2 separate regions of the Rattus norvegicus genome follow, and region 1 is linked to region 2. Evidence: chromatin contacts called from public Hi-C data. All regions are on one chromosome and are shown on one strand. Each heading gives the region's core, a stretch centred on a gene start, on an enhancer-like site or on the middle of the called end of the contact. The rest is flanking DNA. Distances are from core to core; before and after follow the strand shown.

The links. A called contact is a pair of places that touch in the nucleus more often than the background predicts.
Region 1: a Hi-C map of kidney shows a contact between it and region 2, with 5 times the contacts expected there. The contact joins two enhancer-like sites. A contact is called at or near these places in 4 of 12 Hi-C or Micro-C datasets (frontal cortex, kidney and psoas muscle).

The regions. Positions count from the first base shown.
Region 1 is chr4:83,282,817-83,289,705 of GRCr8, forward strand. The region is part of intron 2 of Jazf1 (JAZF zinc finger 1); the gene reads right to left. Among named protein-coding and RNA genes, the nearest start is that of Tax1bp1, 130 kb to the left of the region's middle. Within about 2 kb of position 1,520, at least 10 of the 93 cell types and tissues checked have an H3K27ac peak or open chromatin away from gene starts, as enhancers often do.
Region 2 is chr4:82,698,819-82,706,330 of GRCr8, forward strand. No RefSeq gene overlaps it. Among named protein-coding and RNA genes, the nearest start is that of Hoxa13, 11 kb to the left of the region's middle. Within about 2 kb of position 6,088, at least 2 of the 93 cell types and tissues checked have an H3K27ac peak or open chromatin away from gene starts, as enhancers often do.

The DNA.
Region 1 (6,889 bases), core at 270-2,769, 580 kb after region 2:
GGCTGCAGGCTCAGGGCACAGGCATGGTGAGGCTACAGCTGGAACGAACAACCAAGGAAGATCAGGGTGACGGGCTGTCCAACTGTATCTATGTTGATACTGTTGACTGACTCAAGCAGAAGCAACTTGAAATAGCTCAACTGCTATACTGCTATTAGGGAAGAGGTACAGAGGAGAATTTGCGCCTTGTTCCTATAGGTGATTGATTGCTAAATGACTATGGAGGCTGTCCTACCCCACCCTCTGTAACTGTGTGCACCTCAGAATCCTCAACTGCTGCTCACACAGTCCGAGCAAGAGGACAACTCACAGGTGTGACTGAAAGCCTGAAAAGAAGTCCCATTGTGCTGGAGGAATGGCAAATGCCCCTGTCCTCCACCCGGGACTCACCAAGCTTGTACTATACATTACACTCAATGTTTTAGAGTGCTGGGACCTCAGCTTGATTTTGAGATTTCAGCCTCACTTGGTAACTGATGCCTCTTGGGGCACAAAATTATGAACGTCGTTAAAACTTCATCAAGTAATAATGTCATTGTGACTGTTAACATAAATAACGGCAGTAAATAAGTACACAGTGATAGATCTGTCTGTGTTCTATCCAGAGAACTGAAGGCTAGCTCTGATGTGGGAAGTCAGGACACTATTCCCATTGCTAACTGCCACTCGACTTCACACAGGTGGGTCCTCTGATGTAAGGTTAGCACATTCCTAGCTGAACAAGAGAAACAGAGCAGCTTCAAACAGGACTCATTCACACAGGGTGAGGTCCAGATGATCAGTATGTTTTTGCCTTCTGTTTTTCTTCCTGACAATAGAAGGGAAAACTGTTCTTGTGAAAATTAATTGAATTTTATTCAGAGGGGAAAAAGAGGTGCATGTGAACAGACAAAAGGCCCCTCTGGCAGGAAGAAGTCCTTGTCAGCCTCAGTGGCACACACAGCTGTTTTGTCTGACAAATGTCTCCTCACCTTTCCACAAACAACAAAGGTATCGCCTGCTAAGATATACTGCCATAATACGATGGCTGGGAAAATATATGGTGTAATACAGAGCAGTCTAAATACCTGTAAGTGGAAAAAGACATAAACAACCATTTTAATTACTTTCCTCATGTAAAACGCAGCTGTAGTAATGTTGGCAGGTCTCACCTGCCCTGTTTTAAATCTGTGACATGAAATCATGCCACTTAATTAAGTCTTAATGCATAAAAATATTTTTATTTACTTTTTATGGAATATCAGCATTTAAAGCTTTCTATTTATGTAAGTGCTTTATAAATTACTTGAAATACTTAAAAAACAAAAAAAACCTGACTACTCCTAATCCACAGTTCTAAGCGCCAGTTTCAATTTCATTAATTAAAAGCCCTTCGGTGGACTCCTGCTGCTGTGTGAACTAGCTCCAGGCTATGAAAGTAATGAGTCCGGACAGAGTCCTCTGATCTACACTAGTGCAAAGCGCAGCGAAAGGCCTTGCCCACAATTCCCAGCCTGTTTACCAGACTGCAAGCAGTGTGACTGCTGGAAGCATTAAGAAGCTTTAGGCTTCCCCCTTCCCCCTTCGACAGTTTCCCAGTTCCTTATTTCTGGAAGGACTGGCTCAGAAAATACGGTATTCTAGCGCCCTCTGCAGGTCACAAGCCTGGCAGCCTCTTGCCAGCGTGGCTTTTCATTCAATAGCAGTGGAGGGGAAGATGATCAAAACTGAGTCAGACCTCACTGGAAGGCTATTTCCTAAGGGCAGCCAGACACTGGTTATCCACCACCCCCCCCCCCCAATCTTAGGAAAAACTCCTTTATTGGCTTGTTCAGGACGCAAATTTCTGTCTTCAACTGATTGTTTTCATTGTCAACATCCTAACTGTTCTTAAGGTCTGGAAGAATACAGGCTCTGAGTGATCACTCAGAAATTATCACTCATACCGCCCGGCTTAGGAGGGCAGGTTAGGGAGAAGAAGAAAGAGAAATCAACTGTGAGGGCGCATTTGAGACTTCCTCAGCTGAGTTCTCATTCTAATGAAGTGACAATTTAGGAAAATATAGGGAATTTCTAAAGTGTTTTAGGGAACTTAGCATGAATCTTTACAGGGCGTTTTATATTGATTTAAAACATTTTAGATGGAATTGATATAAAATATTGCCAAAAGAAAGCTACTTGAAAAGATAAAAATGGCGCTGGGGCTGGAGGGATGTCTTTGGGTTTGAGAGAATTCACTGCTCTCGAGGAGGACCTGAGTTCACAACTGCCTGTAACTCCAGCTCCAGGGGATCTGAAGCCTTCTGGATTCTGAGGCACCAGCACACATCTGCCACAACACTCACCTATATACACGCACATAAATCAGAAGAACCCCCTTTAAAGAGATAAAAATGAGGAAGCATCTAGAGACAAGGAAACGGAAGAAGGCCTAGGTTCTGTTGGAGCAATGGACATTCCCCAGGCCACACTGTGGGGGAGTCTGCTTGCTTCTCAGCAAACAATCAATAACCTTTTTGTTTATTTTCTTATTCCAGCTCTTGCTGTAACTATAGCCCAGGTGGTCTTGAACTAAAGGCCTTCCAGACTGCTGGGATTACAGGTGGGTGCCACCACGGCTAGTCTGAGAACCTCTCTGAAGACATGTCTTTCAAAATATTTTTAAGTCAGCACAAGTATTAAAAGGAACTGAGTTATTTTTCTTAACAGCTAAGAGCATTGATTTTTTTTTCCTTTCAGTACTGGGGACTGAACTTTAGGCCTCAGGCACACTAAGAAAGCACTCTGTCAATGAGCCAAAAGCATTCACTTGCAAGGTGGAGCATTAGCCCAAATATTCCCTTTAGTAAAGTTATACAGTGTAGGGCCATTTATAAATCTCTTGAATCATGAAAAAACCCATACTTTTGCCAACTCACAGAGGTGGGTAGACATCTCACAGGGTTTCTTACCCAGGCAGTCCACAATGAGACCGAAGAAGTCTGTGTTGAACTATCCTTTCATGGTGTTGTGGTCATTTAACAGACTTTCTTGAGAGACTACAGGGATACCAAGGAGGCAGGGGTCTGAGGGCAAGGTTGCAGTTTTACTGGGATCCTGGGGACTGGCAACAATTTCACCCAGAGGATTCTCCGTGTGATAGACAAGATCAGTATGTCTTCAGGAGAATGGATTGGAGATTTTGGTTCTAATAAAATGATGCTTCCAAATGAAATCCCAAAATGAAAATGTCGAGCCTCCAGATTTGTTAAATTCAGGAGCAAGGGCTCTCAGCAGGACCTGTCAACAGCCCTGGTTAGAAGGGGACAGCTGCTGGCTGTGGTGTGCTCAGCATACCCATGCCAGTCATCCCAAGTCAGCCCCATGCTGTCTGTTCAGGCTGGAATCTGGCTGCCAGACTAGGCCCTAGCTCAGCTTATCTCCCACTGGGAGGCTGAGGCTGCCAGGAAGGAATGGCGGCTTCCCAGCACATGTGGGCTGCTGAGGAATGGCAACACAGCTCAGGCTTGGCGCCACTGCCGCCACATTTATGATCCTCCCCCACTGCTGCCTGCTGCCCCTCAATGCTTGCTGGCAGCCTGGGCAGGGGACAGGTGATGAGGATTAAGCCTAGTATATGTGCATATCCTCAGCTCGGGGAAGGAAGTTAATGCCACAGTCACAGGATTCAGTGGCTAGGGTTCGACAGTGAAAACCCTGCACCAGTTTTCAGCACTGAGATCAAGGAAGGTATAAAAGGTAACGTGTCTGGCAGGGATGGGCAAGTCCCTGGTCAATGGAAGAAGCAGAAAGAAATGGATCATTTTGGGGAGAAGTGTCATCCAAAATTCACTTACAAGTCACCAATGGTCACAGTAAACTATTTTTGCCTCCTTTTTGCTGGGTGGGGTGGACAGTAGTGGGGCTGACCACCACTCTCACCTCTTCAGAAAGGCTCTGTTGTGGCAGGATAGGCCTTGGGCCGCACTCTGCCCACATGTCTGCAGCCAACTTCAGACCTTGTGTGTCAGGCAAGTATTTCAGAAATGCCATAGACACTTTCTCTTTATATCAAGAACATAGCTAGAGACAGTTTTAGACTCGCACAGAAGTTTAGGAGAACAGGATTTGCTCCCAGGCACACATGTTCATTTGCCCAGACTACCTTCCTTCAGGAGGGCAGGAAAGGGGTGCTTTCAAATGAGTATTTAGACAGCCATGTCATGCTGTCACTGAAGCAGGCAAGAAGGCAGTTAATGCTCTTTCACTTCACTGTCATCCCAAGGTATCTTAAAAACACGGCACCATTCAAAGCTTCTCATTTCCATGAATTCAATAATGTAGTGGCTACACTTCTGGGCCAACCTCTGCAAACTGCTGCATTGGTGCCCACTTCCCACAGCAGCGATGAGCTCCCCTCTAAGCATAACCTCAGAATTGCCTAGGTCAGAAACAACATCATCCCTTGGGACGGCGGCTAACTACAAAGCAAGTACGCTACTTAACGACAAATGCCAGAGCACACACTAAAAACCTCTTTACTGCTGCCATCCGAGGTGGCCAGATACACTTCTCTAACATGTTGCCAATTTATTCTCTAAAAACATCGTTGACATTTTCTTTAAAAGAACTTGGGCAAATGGTTGAGCTTTTCTGTGATTAAATTTGGAGAGTAAGGTGTGCAATTCAACCCCAGAGCCCCTTGGACCAGAAACTACAGGGCTAAACATACCTAGACCAAGTAAGTTGAAGCTAAATGTGGACTTCAACACCCATCAGAACAGAAACTCCCACCAGAGCACATCTCAGGTGTCCTGTCACTGCCACCTCATTCCCTTGAGACAGTGTCTCTCCCTGAACTCAGCGACAGGCTGGCAGCCAGCAAGCCAGGGGACCCTCCTCGCCTCAGTCTCCTTTTTTCTCTTGCCAGTGCTGGGAACTTCATTTTGGAATGCTTGGGATGCTGTAAGAGGCAACATATACTGAGCTATACTCCGCTTCTTGTGAGTGCGGTGAATGTGAACTCGGGTGGCTACGCTCCTGCAGCAAGTGCTCACACAGTGAACCGCCTGCTCTGTCGGAACAGATGCGTTAGACAATGAGAGGACTACTGACGTATACCTGTAGACATCTCAGGCTGTACAGATTAGCGGCTTTCAGTTGTATGTAGGTATCTGGCATATGTGCCTGTTATTTGTGGATAGTAAGCTGAATTCCCATCAGAGGAGACCCTAACTATCCCAGCCACTGGAGGCACAGTACCTTCTTCTGGACAGACACTTGGGTGGCAGCTCTGTGTGAGAGGAAGAACTATCTACAATACCTGCATTTACAGATGGTTATGAGCCACCATGTGGGTGTTGGGAATGAACCCAAGTCTTCAACAAGAGCAATGAGTGCTTTTAGCTCTTGAGACATCCCTCTAGTCCCTCCTAGAACTCAGGACCACCAGCCCAGGGATGGTCCTACCTACAATGGGCTGGGCCCTCCCCGACTCATCACAAGTTAAGAAAATGCAATGCAGACTTGTCCCTGTCTTTTAGAGGCATTTTTGGTCCTAAATTGACTATGGGTATGAATTTTACAAATATTACATGTATTACGTAATGGTGAGGCTGGAGAGTATTGCCCCTTCTCCAGGCCACCAATAGTGTAGTGGAACTTGTGGCCCTTTCTAAGGCTATGGCTCTGTGGCCAACAGATGTCAGCCCATGCATCTTCCTGTGGTCGTGGACTGGCTTGGCGATCCACTGGGTGTCAGGATTTCTTCTGATAGTTTTATGGAACGGATCGATGAGGACAAGCTCAAAACATTTACATATAGGGTCTCCACCAACCCAGTAGGAATTCAGGACTTCCCTCAGCAACAGACTGGAGGCTTCAGGCAGACTCTAGGTGTTTAACACCATGGTGGACAGGCTCGCTGTATGCTGCACCTTTAGGAACTATGCGACCGCAACCACCAAGGTGGACACGAATCCTATAAATGACATAACCCTGCTTAGCCTTGTATCCAGCCTTCTCGCTTTGTCAGGCCCGGCGGGCGGGGAGCCCTGTGCAGTGCAGAGAGCTGGCGGTACTTCTAGCCATGGATCCTCAGAAGAAAGCTTATCACATCAGACTGCTTCTTCCTCCACAGCTCCTGGACATATTTGTATGCACCCATCTTGGCTCAACTGACGGCTGCTGCCAGAGAAAGGTGGAAGCATTTTCTTCACTGAAGTTGCTTCTTTGCAGATGACTTTCGCCTGTGTTAAACTGATAAACGTCTAACCAGCATACATTGGCTGCTGAGCATCAAGTGATGAATCTCAAAAAGGGATCGATGTCACTCACCACTTGCTCAAGAAAAGCTTGTCTGGAAACAGTCTGGATGCATTAGGACTCCTTGGTGTCAGCTTACACGCAGCACTGGGGATCTGGAGGATGACAGCTCATAGCGTTATCACATATAAGGCTGGGACCACAGTCCTACATGAGCTCCATCGCAGTGGGGCATGAGCAGAGCTGCAAGGCCAGCCTCGTGGTTTCTAATCCTTGGCTGTACCTTTACCTGAACATTGTAAGAGAGATGGCAAAACAGCCACTCAGGGTCTGGCTGCTCACTCCCCTTTCTGGCTGAGCATAGTAAGAAGGTAGCTAGCTGACTTTCTGATAAGGCTATGCAGGCCCCACAAGTTAGAAAAACTAAGAGACGTCACCATATCAAGACCACAAGCTCAGTATTCTGTCATCTGACATCTCATTCATTGTTGCAAATATCACACATTCCACAGAGAATTTGTCAATGCAGATGAAGACCCCATGATGTATACTATTAGGTTAGTAGTGTTCGTATAGAAAAAGCATTGGGAGGTTCATTTTACAGACGAGGATACTGAAGGATAGGGTAGTACATGGCTAAGAGGACGGATGCTCTTGGGACAAGCAG
Region 2 (7,512 bases), core at 4,838-7,337:
ATAGAAATTCTTGAGTTTGACAAAGTCTATACCCGGCAGCTGCTGAATAAGATTCAGCCCCACCTAGTCCAACTTCTTTCCAAGGCCAGAGTACTGGATTGTTTATGATTTTTTAATTGCCCCCCCCCCCTTTGCGGCTAAATATCTGGAATTATTTTTATAGTACGTGTATATAACTCTTCGGGGCGGCAGAAAAGTGCTATTTCACTAAACTCATAAGGGTTGTATAAATTAAACAGGAGAATTTATGTGCATATACTTTATGTCAATTTCTAGCAGTTCTAACAGTGTGTGGCAGAAAGCCCTAGAAATGTTCCTCAGGCGTTCCCTCCCTTACTACAGAGGTTCTAACAAATCTGCTTTTAAGTGGCCTAGGACACAGAGGCTGCCAGAGTGTGGGTGTCCTCAGTTTCTTGATCTTAAGATGACGTTCAGGAAAGGAGTAAAGGCTTGGGTCAAGGTCAGGGCAGAGACTGCAGAATTAAGAATATCAAAATTTCGGAGGAAGAGGGAAAAGGGGAAAAAACACTAACAGACAAAACGGGAGACAAAGAGGAAGGGAGAGATAGGAAGAAGGAAAATGAGAAACAATGAAGCCTACTCGGTAATTCCTGACAAAACATTTAAGCCTCGGGACCTAAGCAATGCTGTGCTTTTAAAGTAACATGGAAGCCCTCTCTCTGCAGAAGCTAGCTCTTTCCAGAAGCTGGCTGTGTTCACTGTTCCCACCACCCACTGAGGTCCCATTTTGGAGCCAAGGCGTCAAACCTCCTTGTGATTTCTCTAATTGCACAAAAATAATTTAAACTCTGAGAACCTGATTAGGGTCCTGAATTAAATTCAAAATTGAGCATCTGTTTGTAGAGAGCCCAAGTGTGTGGATTGCAGCTGGGATCTGCTTTGGTAGTCTGGGTAGTTGAGTTGGGGACAGCCCCTCAAGCCTGCTAACAATCACTTGCTCTCAGCCGCTTTTAAAAAGGTCATATTTCTTTTACATTTTTAGGATCTAATGTGAGGTTATGCAGGGTCATGGGACCCTCGGCTGGTGCGAAGTAATTTGATGTCACTGAGAGCAAGCAGACTCATTTGTCACCCCAGGAACAGAAAGAAGTCCCTCAGTTTGTGCTAAGAACAGGATTCGGTGTGGTGTATGTGTGGTAGCCATGGCGACAGATTCTGTGTAGAATCTAGCTAGAAGTCCGGTGTTAATCCAGCTAGGTGGGCTGGGTAAGGTTAGAGTACTTTTTCAGGTAGGGCACAAAGTTGAGGGGGAGGGATCGGAAAGTCTCCAGGAGGCACATCTAAACTCAGCATGGGATTCGAACTACTCCTAGACCTTGGATCCAGGGTTCCTTTGCAATCCTGAATATTCAATAAAACCTAAGGGAGTTTCCTAGGTCGGGGAGGGGGAATCCCATCCAGCCAATCGTGGGATAAAATGGGAGCAGAGGGAGCCACAGACTTTGCAGTCTTTGGTCAATGCACTTCAGGTCTGTGAAGAGAACTGGCTAATGTTTGTGGGGGGAAAAAAACCTGTAAACCATTTTTTTTTTTACTTGAATGGTTTCATTTCCAGTTCTAATTTATGATTATTTTTAAGAAGTGGGGAGTAAGTGATGACCTTTTTTTGAGAATCAAGGGAATTCCAAGCCCAGATTGGATTGTGTGTAGGTGTAGAGAAGGTAAGTCGATGGAAAACACAGAAGAGGTCCTTTCCCAAAGCCATGTCTAGTCCTGGTCCTGCCAGTGAACAAGACCAGACAAGGAGACCTTCCTGCAGAAGGCTGCTCCCAGGGGCCAGCATGCCCCAGGCAGCCTTCGCCTCCAGAATATTCTTGCACTGGGCTCCAACTTTGGGTTCACAATGTAGTGGGGATTCATATGTTAGAGGATGATGTAGAGCAGCATCTCTTATCTGTGTTTTTAATTTTTTAAAAGATTCATTTATTTTATTTTTATGTGTATGAATGTTTTTTCCTGTGTGTGTGCTACAGCATGTGCCTATTGGACCCCTGGGATCTAGGGTGAGCCACGGAATGAGCCCTGGGAATCAAACAAGGGTCTTCTTCAAAAAACAACACCAGAACAACAAATGTTATTAGCCACTGAGCTGTCTCTCCAGCCCCCTCCCTTATCACCCACCCCTCTCATCACAAAGACAAGCTGTATCCTGATGCTAATCTTTCCCTGACAGTTCTAGGATGATGTGGTACCACAGTGAATGGAGACCCCCTGCCAATGAAGTCAGGCAGGAGGCTGCAGGGGATAGCACATCCTCTCTCTGGAAACAGGGGAGGCAGCTCCAAGAGAAGCTACAGTGGGCTCCTCTCTAAGGCACAAGGGGAGGAGGTGCACAGAATGCTGATTAGGCCTCCCGCTGCTACCTGCAATCGCCTGATTGCCTAGTGGATTGCAATCTAAAGCTGGCAACCTGTCTTTCGTGCCTCCTGCCTGAGGAGACTTTACTATGTAACCACATATAGGTATGAGGGACTTTCCCCAAAGCAGGATCAGGCGCCCAGAATAATTGGATCAGAACAGGGATCTTGGATAACAAACACCTCATCACTGGATACTAGAACCACAACCTGGAGAGAAGGCCCCTCAGAGCTGGATCATTTCTCTCAACACTCTGGGATCTTCGACAGTGGAGCAAGCATGTGGCAGGATAAAGGACTGCACTGGAGAGATTGGTTTCTCTTTGTGGGCTCCAGTGGTGCAGCAAGGCACCCCAGTGGTCCAGCAGGCCTGCAGTCCGGGTTTGCAGGAGCAGAGGATGCTCCGGGGACGTCACTGCAGTTGCGATCTCTCCCCACTAGATGTCTTCCAAGTTAATCGGATTTACAGTGCACTGTTAGTCCCCATGAGTGAGACTCGGTTTCCCCTGCCACGTTTTGAAATCTGGAGTTTCTCTAGGAAAGCAAAACTTTTCCTTTGAGTCTTCAGGCCCTTTTGTTACCCTACTCTCCTAGGCCTGGAAGCCAACTAGAATCAAATACTGGCTCCCTGCCGGTCCGAGTCGCCCTGCTCACGCCTTTGGAATCTTTTTATGACCTTTGATGTGTTTAAATAACATGGCAAGGCTGAGCACACACCTCGGATTAAACTTTAATCGGCTGCAGTCAAGGTCGTCCAGGTGGTAAATGCGTTTCCTGTGACTTCTCCTAGCGGATACTGCAGGGTCCAAGGTCTGGGGGCACAGCCCTAGGCTTCTATCCTCACCTCTCGCCTCTGCATAGGCTTGGGCGGGACAAAAGTGGGGCCACCCCATAGAGCTCCAAAGTAGACTAAGGAAATGGAATCGGAGGTGAACACCCAGGGTGGGCTAATGACCGAAGTGATTTTTTTTTTAATGGCTACTAAGACAGAATAGTTAAAAACTCCAAGAGCCATTACCAATTTCCCCTCACCTCAGAGAATGGTTGAAGTTCCAAAGTCATGGTCAATGCCTTGATTATTTCTCCCAGCATGGTTCTGCTTCCAGGCAAGCAGAATGGGGGTCCTCTGGTAATGACAGTTAAGTTAACTGAGCTGATTATACTGGAGGTTACCGAGCTCATTCACAGTAGATCAAGGCCTAGAACTCAGGCTGTAGTTGCCACTCTGTGGGCCACACACGGTTAACTTCTTCTGTCTTAGACACTGAGTATGAACATAACTTTCCATGCCAATACACCTGTCAGGGAAGAACTGTCTCACAAAGCCAGGACAAACCTCTTGAAGTACATCTCAAACCGTGACTCGTTCTGAGAAAAATTGGAGTCAGAGTGTTGAAGTGATTTCATTTTGTGTGTGTGTCTGTGTGTGTCTGTGTCTGTGTCTGTGTGTGTGTTGAAAATTTATAATGAGCTGAATTTGTAAGCTGTTGGATTTATACCTCTTCACAAAATGGGCCAAATAACCTCTTGGGGAAAATGTCTCCACTTATCAAGCTATATTTGGGTTCAGGAAGGATTTCAGCAGAAATGAGGTGTCTCAAGGTTTGAGCCTTAGTCTTACAGGCATCACTCTTCCCTCTGGGATCACTTCCTGGTCTGGGCACAGGCACCCTATCCATGAGTGCAAAAACCACATTGTCTCAAAAACAAATGTAAGCCTCATCTTCAATGTTTCACCCCAATCTTGAGTACTTAGAGGCAAGATCCTGAATGCTTCTCTAGAGCAGAGATCCCCATAGCTATGATAATAATAAATATTAGTGCGGAAGTGGTGCATGCTTTTGATCCCAGAACTCAAAAGGCAGAGGCAGACAGATTTCAGTGAGTCCAATGCTAGCCTGATTTACATAGGGAGTCCTAGGTTTATCAAGACTAGATAGTGACACCCTGTCATCGTCATCATCATCATCATCATTATCATCATCATCATAATTTGGTTTACATTTTTTTCAGCATTAGATATCAAATACAAGTGCATGCAACACACGTGCTTCACTACTGAGCCACCTACCCGATCAATTACTTAGTAGTCCTTTACCCCACAAGAAACCCCATATACTAAAATAGGATTCTGAATCTCTGAGTTGGAGACAAGATCATCACATACTCAAGTTAGTGTTAAAATCCCTTCTTCACGGAAACCTCTGGGAGCTAGTAACACCACTCGGAACCTTGATCTCTGTAGTAGTTCACGAGTGTATACATATATAAAAATCACTCAGCTGGGTATTTGAGATTTGTATACGTGGCTATATGTAAGTTACACAGCAATAAAAAAAAATTAAGTGCTTCCTCATAACGACCTGTGAAGTGGGTCCTGAGGTTACTATAATCAGCTCCATTTTACAGACCAGGCTACTAAGACTCCAGGGAAGCTAGAGAGACCCAGGCCTCTGGATGAAAATAACTGCCTAAGCTTCCGTCCTCTCAGGCTTGCTGCTAGGCCGTCATCCTGCTCTTCCTCCTCTGGTAGGTTTCCCAGGAAGTACGAAGCTCAGCGTAGAAACTGGGTTGCACGGTGCCTTTGAGGCAAGAATTCAGCGATCTGTTCCTTCAGTCTTCTTGGTCTTCCTTTGGATAGAGAGATGGTGGAGAGGGTTTGGTGCCCAGAGCCTTGAGGCCTAGAGAGCCAATAAGGAAGCCCACAGGGCTCAGAACACATTTTCTTTGTATAGTTCCTGGTCTCTGTCTACACTCAGAGCAGCCGACAGACCTTACCCTGCCTGCTTTATTCTCTAGCTGCTTCCCCACTGTCTACCCCACCACTTTTCCAAAAGCACCACCGAAATGTGGCGAGGGGTATTCTGAAATAAAGGCCGGCCAAAGACATAGAAAGAGGTGGTTATTTATTCCAGGCACAGTCGCAAACGGTTTCCAAAAATATCGAGGGGAGATATTTTATTGTCCAGCCTGTCTGCAGCCTGTAATTATGCGTTCAAGATGTTTAATGTGTGCAAATGCATTAGCTGCTTTCGCTGGTTGAAAAAACCTTCGAGCTGGGGGCACGGGAGAGGCAAGTCTGGAGACAGTTATGTCTTACAGACTCAAAACTTATTCTACCCTTACTGTAAACGCCCAGGCCACCTTTACGAGAAGTCAGGAAAACTTGAAGAAGGAGTAGCCACGTTTACCCAAGAAGGCTGCTTTTGTTTTGTTTTGCTTTGGTTTTCTTCCCTCTCCCGGATTGTTCGAAGTGCTTATCTGTCGGGTTGCAGGTCAGTTTCCGGGCGGCGCCAGAGAGAGGCCGCCTTGCAGAGAAAAGCTGTGCCAGCCCCTGGTGCCTTGGTCCTCTAAGACCTCGCCAGAGGGGCTCATCGGCACCGGGCGGTGGCCAGGAAGCCCTCGGAGGCGGCCAGCCGCCCCTCTTGGGCAAGGTCACCGTCTTCCCGCAGTTTGGGGTTGTAGCGACTTAGTCTTCACTTTCTCAAGGCCCTGCTCACCCGTCTCTAATGTCGCTCCAGATGGAGATGACAATCTAGAAGGAGGCCTAGCTCGCGTGAGACAGTGTCTTGCTAGGTTGGGGTGCAGGGTCAGCTCTAGCAAAGCTGACCTGGGGTGAACTTGCTATTTTGGGTCCGAGTGCTACAGGGCCAGGAGGACAGCTGGGATGGGGGGAACCCCGCCTCCATTCCCGGGTCATCACGTCCTCACCCCGGGCTGGTCCTCCCACCCTCCCAGTGGCCAGGACTCGGGAGGGAACCTTGTAAGGTCCTGTGGTGGCACCTGCCCCGCACCCTGCGGTCCTCACTTCGGTTGTGAACACTCGGGTTCCAGGCTGCGGCCGGCCTGCAGTGTGAAAGTGCGCAGCCCGAGGTTGGCAGGCCATGCCTGGCTGCCAGCTTTAGCGCAACAGAGGTGTGCGTTTAAAAGTCGTTGCTTGTTCTTTCCCTCCGCGCCCCCAATTTTCAGTTTAGTCAGGGTTTTTAGCCCCCCCCCCCAAAAAAAAAAAAAAAAAACAAAAAAACGAGGCGGCGGCTATGAGGGTGCCGGGCGGCGCTCAGCTTAATGGCTAGACAAAGTTGCCTCTTGTTTAGGTGTCCCAATCCCGCCCCGCATCGCTCAGTCTAACTGGGTCCTGTCCCTCAGCAGGAGGGTTGGGTCCCGGGAGCCAGTCCGAGGGTTTCTTGTGCTCCTTTTAACTCGACCATCTAACAACCACCATGTCTTTTCTTTCTTCTTTCTTTCTTTTCTTTCTTTCCTTCTTTCTTTCTTTCTTTCTTTTTCTTAGAAAAGATCCGATTTTTAAACCTGTTTTAGACTACTGCCGGCTCAAACCAAATTATAAACAAACAAACAAACAAATAAAACGATCCGAGCGCCGTGCGTTGTGAGGGAAGCAGAAAAATCTGTGCGAAGTGTAGGCCTTTTCCCGGCTCCTAGCAGCCAATGCCTCAGGGTACGGAGCCTGGGAAGGTGTGAGAGGACCTGAGGGGATGGTGAAGTCCCAGGGTGGGGAAGTGAGCACACAAAGAACTAAAACAAAAAGCCCTAATTTGTCTCTGAACCAAACAGAATCCCTTTGAGGTACAGTTTCTTGTGGACTTAGAGTAGGGGGCTCTCAGAATTAGGGGAGGTCTCTGAGATGTCACTTCCAATCTGCCTTTGAGGGTAAGAACTTTAGTCTCAAAGAGAGTTTGTGAGTGGTTGCAATTCTTAAAGAAACAGAGAAACCCTAAGCTTTGAGTAACTTTGCATTATGGGGTTTCTGGGACTTCTCCAAACCTGGCTGAGATGGTGGTACATTCATTGGTTATGAAATGGATACAGTGGGGACAGCAAGACTTCTGAGGAAGCAGACTTCTCCTTTCCTCATCTACCACTCTCCCCAACTCTCCCCTCTCCCTCTTTTTCTATCGGTTTTTTCATTCACAAAAGTCAGACCCCAGCTCCAAGTGAAGTCAGCCTGCTGAGACAGGTTGTGGTAAAACTTATCGAGCTGATGGTACATATTTCACACCCAAGAAGTAGTTTTGTCCTCCAGGCTGAAAAATTAAATTAGAGACACGCCAAGTGTTCTACAAACCTGTAACCTGAAGGTCCCTACATATGCAGTCTTCTAGAGACACTTCTAGAA